3 separate regions of the Mus musculus genome follow, and regions 2 and 3 are each linked to region 1. The links are chromatin contacts, called in public promoter capture Hi-C maps. All regions are on one chromosome and are shown on one strand. The core of a region is the stretch at or near the end of the contact, and the rest is flanking DNA. Distances in the headings are between cores, read along the strand shown. Region 1 has its middle 28 kb from the start of Anapc7. Region 2 holds the start of Anapc5 (anaphase-promoting complex subunit 5). Region 3 holds the start of P2rx4 (purinergic receptor P2X, ligand-gated ion channel 4).

What was found. Promoter capture Hi-C pulls out the DNA fragments that hold promoters and counts their contacts.
Region 2: a promoter capture Hi-C map of liver shows a contact between it and region 1, with 4 times the contacts expected there. The contact joins the promoter of Anapc5 here to the enhancer-like site in region 1. A contact is called at or near these places in 2 of 39 promoter capture datasets (the C10 cell line and liver), 1 of 15 datasets of contacts at CTCF or cohesin (the NIH/3T3 cell line), 1 of 484 Hi-C or Micro-C datasets (bone marrow-derived macrophages), 4 of 115 datasets of contacts at active chromatin or transcription factors (astrocytes, embryonic stem cells and large pre-B cells) and 2 of 9 other capture datasets (embryonic stem cells and pancreatic islet).
Region 3: a contact with region 1 is called in a promoter capture Hi-C map of liver, with 4 times the contacts expected there. The contact joins the promoter of P2rx4 here to the enhancer-like site in region 1. A contact is called at or near these places in 8 of 39 promoter capture datasets (the C10 cell line, the SN4741 cell line, cranial neural crest and 3 more), 1 of 15 datasets of contacts at CTCF or cohesin (the NIH/3T3 cell line), 1 of 484 Hi-C or Micro-C datasets (bone marrow-derived macrophages), 17 of 115 datasets of contacts at active chromatin or transcription factors (the 230-238 cell line, SST interneurons, bone marrow-derived macrophages and 10 more) and 4 of 9 other capture datasets (adipose tissue, embryonic stem cells, liver and 1 more).

The regions. Positions count from the first base shown.
Region 1 is chr5:122,448,501-122,451,855 of GRCm38.p6, forward strand. No RefSeq gene overlaps it. Among named protein-coding and RNA genes, the nearest start is that of Anapc7, 28 kb to the left of the region's middle. Within about 2 kb of position 1,516, at least 13 of the 459 cell types and tissues checked have an H3K27ac peak or open chromatin away from gene starts, as enhancers often do. A contact at or near this core is called in SST interneurons, liver and pancreatic islet, where this site is marked.
Region 2 is chr5:122,819,468-122,822,822 of GRCm38.p6, forward strand. It overlaps Anapc5 (anaphase-promoting complex subunit 5), which reads right to left and starts at 1,875. Exons shown (of 17, transcript NM_021505.3): 1 at 1,513-1,875; 2 at 141-220. The coding sequence starts at 1,683.
Region 3 is chr5:122,705,982-122,709,336 of GRCm38.p6, forward strand. P2rx4 (purinergic receptor P2X, ligand-gated ion channel 4) reads left to right here and starts at 1,563. Exons shown (of 12, transcript NM_011026.3): 1 at 1,563-1,806. The coding sequence starts at 1,673.

The DNA of each region.
Region 1 (3,355 bases), core at 266-2,765:
ATTGAACTCAGGACCTTCAGAAGAGCAGTCAGTGCTCTTAACCACTGAGCCATCTCTTCAGCTCCCACATACTTGAGGTATGTAGGGTTACAAATGAGGTTGGGGTTACAAATGAGGACCCTGTTTGAAGTGGCAGCCATTCCTCACCGGTGCTGGGAGCTGCTGGTGACTGTTTTCTCAGGCCTGAGGTCGCAGGATGATACTTCCTTGTGCCCAGCTCTGCCTTGGAAGAACTCATTCCCCCAAGGTGGTGCTAAAGTCAGACCACCTTGCCTAAAGGCTGAGGGGTGGCTCCTGGATATGTTTCTGTGGAGGAGGGCATGTGAGGCTCCTTCGTCCTTTCTGGTCTCTGCCAGGGCCTTCCGTTCTCCATGCCTATGGCCCTCTGTTCTGAGTGTCAGCACATCCCTGGGGACCTAGGCTAGAGCATGTGGCTGGTCCTTTGGGCTCGAGCCTCCCATGGACATGATTGACCTCTATCTGTAGGCCAGGCCTGCTTTGGGGAAGGCTCGGATCTCCTTGCTGCTGCCTTTAGCCAGACTCAAGGCCTGCAGAAGCTGAGTTTTACAACAACTCATACCAACCCCTCAGCACAAAGGGCTGCCTCTGTGAGCTCGCACACAGCAGGGTTTTGCCTCAGGACTTGAGTGGGAACCAGAGAGAGCAAGAATGGCCATTACCCCTCGTGCCATTAGAGGGCAGATTGGACCTGCTACCTCCAAGCTCAAAGCCACGGAGGACCCTCCCAGTGAGTCCAGAGCTACCACTTCCCAGGGGATGCACAGTGGTTTCTTTCTCTCAATTTATTTTTGGAGCTAGGATCTCATATGTAGACTCTGTAGACCAGGCTGGCCTCAAACTCACAGAGATCTGCCTGCCTCTGCCTCCCAAGAGTTGGGACTAAAGGCATGTGCCACCACCATCCAGACAGTGCTTATTCCTTAAATAAAGCTGTAGTTAGGTGAGAGGCCTGGACTTCTCAGCATTTGGGAGGTAGAAATAGGAGTCAGGGCCACCTCAGCTACATGGTAAATGTGAGGCCAGCCTGGGATGCACCCTTGGGTGTCTTACGTCTGCGACTCTGGGAGCAGCCATACTCAGATTCTCAGCTGTGTCGTTTTATTGTTTTTTTGTTTTGTTTTTTTTTCAGACAGGGTCTTCCTATATAGCCCTGGCTGTCCTGGAACTCGCCACATAGATCACCAGGCTGCCCTCAGAGCCAGAGATCCTCCTGTCTCTGTCCCCCGAAGGCTGGGATTAAAAGCTTGTGCCACTGCAACTGGCCACCAACCCTCATTTTAAACTCTGGCGTTTGTACATAGAAAAGGAGGATTAAAGTCAAGCCGTACAGGGTCATAGATCAAGCACTTGGGGACATTTCCACCTTCACGTTTTATAATTGCTACTAATTTTCAGGGTCAGTCGCTCTCCACAATGGTGGGGCTCCGAGCACGCACTGATGCTCTCTTTTCCCGTCAAGAGCACAGCTGCTCATTGAGCCAATGCTGGGGTGGGGGTGGGGCTTTTCATAGAAACAGTGAGCAGAGGGATGCGTTGGTCCTAGAGTGACATCACAGAGTTCAGTGTACACATCACATGGAAACCTCTGGCTCAGGTCCTCCTAGGTCTACCCTGCTGCTGCATCCACGGCCACTGCTGCTTCTGTTCTCTCAGCGGCTCCTCTGGGACAGCAACACAGATGTCCAAGCCGGAAATGAACTGTTGTCTCCTTGTCCTGGATGACAGAGGTCTCAGGTCACCTCAAGTCCACCTATTGTCCCAACTGAGTTATTATGGTCTGTCTGAAATACCTTGTCACCTCAGTTCTTTAATTTTGTGCATTCTTTCCAGGTTGCTGAAAGTCCCCTCTGGTGGCTTCACGGTCATTCCTGAAAAGGATTCCTCATCCCCCCCCCCCCCATCTGTGAAAGTTTTTCTGTGTTCTGCAGTTTACCTTATCTCCACGATGTGCGGTTTTGAATCCTGTGTGGAAGTTATGTTTCCAGTTACAGGTCATGATCTTTTGCCAGTTCTGGAATATTCTCTGCTGATCAAAGGATCCATCTTTCTAACTCACAAGGGTGAAGTGACAAGGGAGTGCTTGATGCTCTCACCTGCATCCAGCTGTCCATGGTTCCTGCTAATTCTTGCTAGTGTCTTCTCACCAACCTTAGTTGCTGCTCTGTCCCTAATGCCAGCCCATCACCAAGTCCGGGATTTCTGTGGCCACCTTTTTTTTTTTCTTTTTTTTCCCCCACACACTTCAGATTTTGGATTATCTTGAGGTGTTGGGGTACTCAACAGTAGTTCTTCTTTGGAGTTTTGTCAGATGTTTTCCTGGCCTTGGCCTGAGGTGTGAAGCATTCTAAGGGACCAAAGGTGCTTGCCTGGCTGAAGTAGCACCTGCCTGGTATGTGTTTTGTGGCCTTCCCTGCCCACACTGTCCAGCGTCCCTTGGGAGGGGTGCCACCTTCACCACTGCTGGTGAGTTTGCGCTATGCAGTGCTTGCTGTGCCCTTTTAACCTCTGTTCCTGCCAGTGCCAGCCTGTGATTATTTGCACTTGTCTTGGTCTTGTCTCTTGCTATGCCCCATACCGTTTGGAAAGTGGTCTCAGGAAGTCTGGATGGGAGCATGCGTGATCCCTGCTGCTGGGTGGACATTCTGTCAGGAACCTGCCGGTGCTCATCTGCCCTAGTGATTGGAGCTAAGCCAGAATGCATCCATGCCCACTCAATTTGTGACTTGATGGTTCTCACCTCCTAAACCCCCAGCCTTTGTAATCTGCTGCCTGTATCTTGGAGTCCTTTGCTTACAACCTTTGAGACAAGGAATTGATTTATTTTTGTTTCCTTTAAAAGAGATTTTGGCCAGGCAGTGGTGATGTATGCTGTTAATTCCAGCACTCAGGAGGTAGAGGCTGGTGGATCTTGTACAGCTCCAGAAAGGTGGAACCAGCCTTCTGTACGGAGCTATTTTGGGCAGAATGCGCATCACTCACTTCGATTTTTTCCATGGTTTGGATATTCTAATCAGTGTGTTCCCAACCTGTAGACTTTGACCCATGAGGGGTGTTGAATGACTCTTTGACAGGAGTCTTTTAAGACTGCCCTGCATATCAGATATTTGTTACACTAGGAAAATCAGTTTATGAACAACAGTAACATTAATTTCATGGTTGGGGTCACCACACGAGCAACTATGATAAAAGCGTCCCAGCATCAGAACGACTGAGAACCTGCTCTGGATCTTGTTTATTGGTAGCAGCCATTATTTCCAGTCTTTGTAATAGTGAAGTGGGAAGCCAGGCATGGCGGGCCCACTTGGGAGGAGGTGGAGGCAGCAGGAACAGTTGA
Region 2 (3,355 bases), core at 625-3,124, 370 kb after region 1:
AAGTGCTGGGCATGGAACCCAGGCCTTGTGCACAAGAGGCAAGCACGTTACCAACAGAGCCACGCCCCTATCATCTTAGACTTAACTGCTCCCCACTCCTTGGTAATCTTCACCCAGCCCTTTGCAGAGAGAAAGTTCACCTGATCTGCACTGAATTTGCCAGCTGAGGACACGATTCTTCAATTAGCTTGTACAGCTTTGACAGTGTAATATCTGGGCCCTGTGTAAAGGAGAAAATAAGGTTAGAGATAACGGGCAAAGAGCTTCGGACTGAGAAACGACTGAAAAGAGTCATTTATCAATCATTCCAAACGAGACACATGGAATCAGGATTTTCCTGACTATGCAAAATACGAAGACATACTTCACATTTGTAGATTGGTTTTAGTCAATGGAATAATCTATTAAAAAAAAAAGGAGAAAGAAAAATGAACAGGATTTATAGGATAAGGCTCTCTTTCCTTTGTTACTCTTAACAGGCAACGCTGAGCCCGTCTCCATCAGTTAAATGGACTTAATAATCACTATCTCCTTTGTCTGTGGAAAAGTTAAGTGGGAGACTGTGAAAGGCTTTGCACACCGGGAAGCACTATACAAAGGTGGGTGCTCTAGTTCTCCTGAGTATAAACACATTTCATCGTTTTCTGAACTGGGGAAGGAAGGCTAACCCAGAAGCAGAGCCTTCTCTAGACAAGGTTTAAAATTACTCACTGGGGCCATTTTTAGAAAGTCAGTGTTTACACCACTCTAGATGTAGGTAACCCAACTCGACTTCTTGGGAAATTGTATTTGACATATACTATTTTAAGATTGCCTGTATGGCTGGGTATACAGCTCTAATCTCAGCACTCAGGAGACAAAGGCAGGGGGATCTCTTGAGTTGGAGGCCACCCTGGTCTACAGAGCGAGTTCCAAGACATCCAGGGCAACACAAAGAAACCCTGTCTTGAAAAACAAACCACGGGTTGGTGAGATGGCTCAGCGGTTAAGAGCACTGACTGCTCTTCTGAAGGTCCTGAGTTCAAATCCCAGCAACCACATGGTGACTCACAACCATCTGTAATGAAATCTGACCCCCTCTTCTGGGGTGTCTGAAGACAACTACAGTGTACTTACATATAATAAATAAACAAGTTAGAAAAAAAGAAAAACAAACCACTACAAAGTGAGTTCCAGGACAGAGAAACCCTGTCTCGAAAAACCAAAAAAAACCCAAAAACAAACAAAAAAAGACAAACAAACCAAACTAAAAGAACCTATATGTTAAAACAAAAACAAAAAAAAAAACCCTCAAAACTTATCATTTATAGGAAAAGAGTTAAACCATGCCGGTTAGCTTAGGATGAAATATCATGCAGTTGCTAGTGTTCTTTTTCAGTGACAAGATGAAGCCCCGCCCCCAGGGCCCCTCCCCCGGGGCTGGACCTTCCCTGCCCTCCAGCTCAGGGCGGGGCCCACGCGAAGCGCGCGCGCGCGTGCGGTAATGGGCGGGAAAGAGCGGGCGCCCCTCACCTGCAGCAGGGGCAGGAGCAGCTGGTTGAGCTTCCGCCGCTCCACGAGGCTGACGGCGCCCTCGCCCGTGCGGCCCATCTCGTTGAGCAGCACCAGGACGGCGATCTTATAGGGCGTCACCCAGTCCTTGATGCCAAACAAGTTGGCGTGCACTACCCCGTTGGTCATCATCGGGCTGAAGTCCTGGCTCTTCGTGGACGCCGGCAAGGACAGGCCCTCTCCAGGCCTGCCACGCGCCGCGCCCACGAGCCGCCTTTACGCCATGGCTGCAGCCGCCCGGCACCTTAACCCGCCCAAGACTGTTTCCCACAGTAGCGGGGGCCTCAGTGTCCCTCTCCCACCCCGGCGGTGCCTTCGACCAATCAAAGACCAGAAGGAAGACTGACAGCCAATCAAAACAGCCAAACCTGTAGTGAGCGGGGGTAGGGGAGGGGGTGGGACATAAATGGTGTTATGGCAAATCGGTTCCCTACAGAAACGCTCAACCAAGGCGACCAGGTTCCTAGTCGACGTGGACAGGGATCTGGGAGGAAGACGCAGGGATTTTGATCAGAGACAGCGTGAACTACAGGCCACGCGTGTATTTATTTAATTTGATCTTCCTTCTCGCCCCCATTTAATTGCATCTTTGCCTCTAGCGGTACACGAAATTGAACAAGACACCTCGCCTGTATATGTGTATACCAGGGAAGCTCTCTTAACAAAGACCTTCAGCTGAAGCGATGCTCCTCCCCTTTTGGAGAAAAAAAAAAAAAAACTTACTAAGTAGCATAAACTGGCCTTGAACTCGCGACAATAGCTGAGATGATTTGAATGATCTACCCTGCCCAAAAGACATTTTTAAATCATTGTATTTAAAAGCAATGGGATTAAATTGGCATGTTTAAATTATATTTGCATACTAGATGTGATAGCTCCCTGCCTCTTACTCCAGCAACCTGGAGGCACAGGCAGTGGCAAGCACATCTCCATAAATTCGAGGCCAACCTGGTCTATAAAGCCAGTTCCAGGCCAGCTAGGTCTGCATAGTTAAGAAGACCCTGCCTCAAAAAACTTTTTTTTCGCTAGGCAATGATGGCACACGACTTTAATCCCAGAACGTGGGAGGCAGAGACAGACAGATTTCTTTTCTGAGTTCAAGGCCAGCTTGGTCTACAGAGTGAGTTCCAGGACAGCCAGGGCTACACAGAGAAACCCTGTCTAGAAAAACAAAAACAAAAAGCATTTTTTTCACTCATATTAAATTTTTTTGATACAAGGTGTCACCATGCAGCCCTTTGTAGAACCTGCCTCTGCCTCCCTACTAGCAGTAGGGAGCCACCATGCCTGTCCTTATTCTCCTTTTGTAAGGACAAGAGCCCATGTTTTTCTTCAACATCTCACAAATGCCATTTGTAGGCAGCTACGTGTCAGTTTGCAAGTGCGATACCCATAGTGAAACAAAAGGTAAGACCACCTTCTTGTGAATGGATATCTGTATCCCACCTAAGTCACTACAAAGTCCAACATCAGGTAAATGAAGCTCTTAAAACCAACCCCCGGTCTACAGTATTTTCAGTCTGACTTTTCACAATGCCCCTTCTACTTATCTGTATTTCTCAAGACACTTAGTTCTCTAGAGCTTAAAGTATTATTATCAGGGCTGAAGAAACAGCCCGGTTGTTAAGAGCACTAGAGCACTTGCTGTTCTTGCAGAGAAATTGGGTTTGGTTCCCAGAACCCACATGGTCCATCAGTATCTTCTGGCTTCTGCGGGCACCAGACAGCCATGTGGTACAGAGATATATATGCAGGCAAAGTACTCGTACAAATAAAATAAAAATAAATAAGTATTTTAAAATAA
Region 3 (3,355 bases), core at 313-2,812, 260 kb after region 1:
TCTTTTGTCTCAGAATTTTCTCAAACAATGTACTAGGAGGGGGGCACGCACACGCTGGAGGACAATCGTGGGAGTTTGTTCTCTTTTTTTCCACCACTTATGTTCTAGGGATTAAACTCAGGTTGTCAAATTTGGCAGCATCTATCCTACTCACTGACTATAGACGGAAACAAGGTCTCACTCTATAGTTAGAACTAGGTATATAAACCAGGCTGGCTTTGAACTTGTGCCAATCCTCCCAGCTCTGCTTTCGGACTGCTGGGATAACAGGCATGTGCCACCACACCAGGCTGGCATGTTTTCCCACTAGGCCTTAGATTAAAACTCAAAATCATTCAAATCCCGTGATGAGTCGCTGGTAACAGGGCACTATGACTTGTGTATGAAGAGTTCTTCCCAAACCTTCATGTGTTGAAGGCTTCTTCCCTACGTGGGAGATAATGCTGAGAGGGGACTGGATGCTGAGAGACCTTAACATTGGGAGCTATGACATAACGGCAAATCTTATCTTAGCATTGGGAGGCGGTACAAAGGAGGTGAAGCCAGCTGGAATAACTAATTCCCTGGGACCTGGTGGTGGAAAGACACACCTTGTCCCCATGCCTTTCTGTAAGGTCCACCATGCTCTCTCAGATCCATGGAGCCAAGTGACCAGAAGCTGAAGCTAACTCAGATGAAATAAAAGATGCATGGAGCAGAAAATGAAAAGAACCGCGAGGAGTCTGATTAGAACCTCAAGCCTTGTGTATATTACCTGCTATATTTATACTGCACAGGGCTGAGATGCTCTCACTATGCTTGCTGGACAGTACCTGGTATAAGGGTACTTGGATGTATCTGTTACACTTAATATAAAACGCCTATTAAAAAAACTTCGGAAGGGAATGGATATATGTGACCTTAACAATGGTGTCTCCCCACGGGCTTGAATTTTTCCAATTCTCCCTAAGCTTGCGGTAAGCCATTCTCAATAGCAAGATGGCTACAGGGACCCCCCCCCACCCCCCAGGTGCTGGCTGTTGCCTCCTCTCAGGTGCAACTACGACAGTTATCTGACTAGGGGTAGGGACATGGATCGGCTTCAGGCCTAAGAGGGGTATATGGTGGCATTTGTGGCTGACTTCTGCAGACATCCTAGTACACCAGGTACTTATTCACCCACCCTATAGTTTCATAAAGCAGCACAGCGGGGCTCCCTCCACTACATCCAGATCAAGTTTGCCTCCTTCAGTCAGGGGACTGACTCTTCAGCACTCGGGTCCTCTAGGAATGTAACTCCTATCCAAGTTCCCCTGGCGCACGGCTCGTTATCCTATATCTGAACCGCAGAGCTGTCCTTTGCAACAGAACTCAACTGTCTGCCTTTCAATCCTAGGCCTGAGGGCGTCATTATCCTTGTCCCTCCGGGAGCTGACCTTGCTCCCTGCTCCAGAGGTAATTCGTCCCTTAGTGCTATACCACTCTTGCTTTTTAGATCGTCCCTTTGAGAGGGTCACGAGTTGGGGCGTCACCCTGGGGTGGCAGAGGGGGAGGAGACGCGCTCCTCAGGTCGCGCGCCGCCTATTTCCGGGCCGAGCTGCTGGGCGGGGCTGCTGCCCGGACCCGGTGGTGGTGGTGGCAGCGACAAGGCGACCCGCGGTGGCCACGACGCGGAGCAGCGGGCGGCGGAGCCATGGCAGGCTGCTGCTCCGTGCTCCGGGCTTTCCTGTTCGAGTACGACACGCCGCGCATCGTGCTCATCCGCAGCCGTAAAGTGGGGCTCATGAACCGCGTGGTGCAGCTGCTCATCCTGGCTTACGTCATTGGGTGAGCGGGCCTGGGGAGGGGCCGCGGCTGGGGGCAACCCAGACTGTCGGGACCTGGCAGCGCCCCCTTGCTCGCTCTCTGGGTCTGGGGCAATAGCTGAGCCGGCCAAGCCCCTCCTCCCCGAGTTCAAGGGGCGGCGACACGCCCTCGCCGGGCTCTAGCCAAGCCACCTGGAACCAGCTTGAACAGGACACTGGGGACTACTGGACGTCCTGGGAGCTAAGCCTCGTCTTAGCTAGACTGTCACCCCATCTTTCTCGCATCCTTCCCTCCCGACTTGCTTCATGCTGCGCCTTGGCTTGGTGGAGGGGCAGGGCAGGGAAGGCTTAACTCTGTGCGTCACGGACTTCTCTTCGGTTCCTTTTCAAACTCGGACAGAAACCAAGGCTTGTGGTTTTCATTCGGTACTTTCTGGGTCTGTGGTTTCTGTTACCTTAAGAAGCTTCTGATAACCCAGTACCCTTGAGATGTCACACTTCCCAAAAGTGTCCCAAGGTCACTTCCTTTGTTTTGTTGGATTGGTTGGGAATATGAGTACCCGCCTGATTTTGATTCTAAACTCTGCTCTTCATTACTGTTTATATATACCCTCCCATCACTAGGCGTTATGAAACGTTTAATTTTAATTGGATGCACCTGTAAGGCTGTAATACACCCCAGGAGAGATGGTGAACCTTACCTTGCCTCCTGGGCCCAATTTCAAGGTATTCGAGTGTCAACAGCTGCTAGCGTGACAGGTGGATCTGTTTTCTTACTAAAGGGCCTAAAGCACGGGTCCCCAAACAACACATTGGAGTCACTTAGGAATCCACAAAAAACACAGATAGATTGCCAATTCACAAACTGACTCAGAGCTGTAAGACCTCTGTGCCTGACCACACTCACCTGAGAAAGCTTTGTGTGGCCTTAGGTATATGAAATAGGTACACAGGTGGCTGGAGAGATGGCCCAGAGAGATGGTTAAGAATGCCTAAGATACAGCCTTTAATCCTAGCACTGGTGAGAGACAGGTAGGCAGATATCTATGAGTTCAAAGCCAGCCTGGTCTACATAGTTTCAGGACAACCAGAATTATTACAGTGTCCCAACTAAATAATAAATCAACAGGTCTCCTGCTTTGGTGTTAGGTCTGGAATCTGTTCAGACCGCCTAAGGGCATTCAAAAGAATGCAGAGGAGTTTCCGCTCACAAGGTTGTAGCTTCCACCATATGGAAGCGGTAGACACTAGATAAGACTCGCTGAAGCTGGAGGAGGCAGTAATCAGTATGTCTGCAATCCCAGTATTCATGGGGCTGAGGCAGAAGAATGCTCGCCTGAGCTATGTGAGCCCCTGTCTCCAAAAAACGTCCTCTTTAGCATGAGGCCTTGGAGTCATTCAGTCACCAGTACCTGAAAAACCCCTGGCCAGTATCTATTTTTTTTTTAAGATTTTTTTTTATTTTTATGTATATGAATACACTGTAGCTGTTCAGATGGTTGTGAGCCTTCATGTGGTTGTGGAGAATTGTATATAGGACCTCTGCTCGCTCCGGTCAACCCACTCCCTCA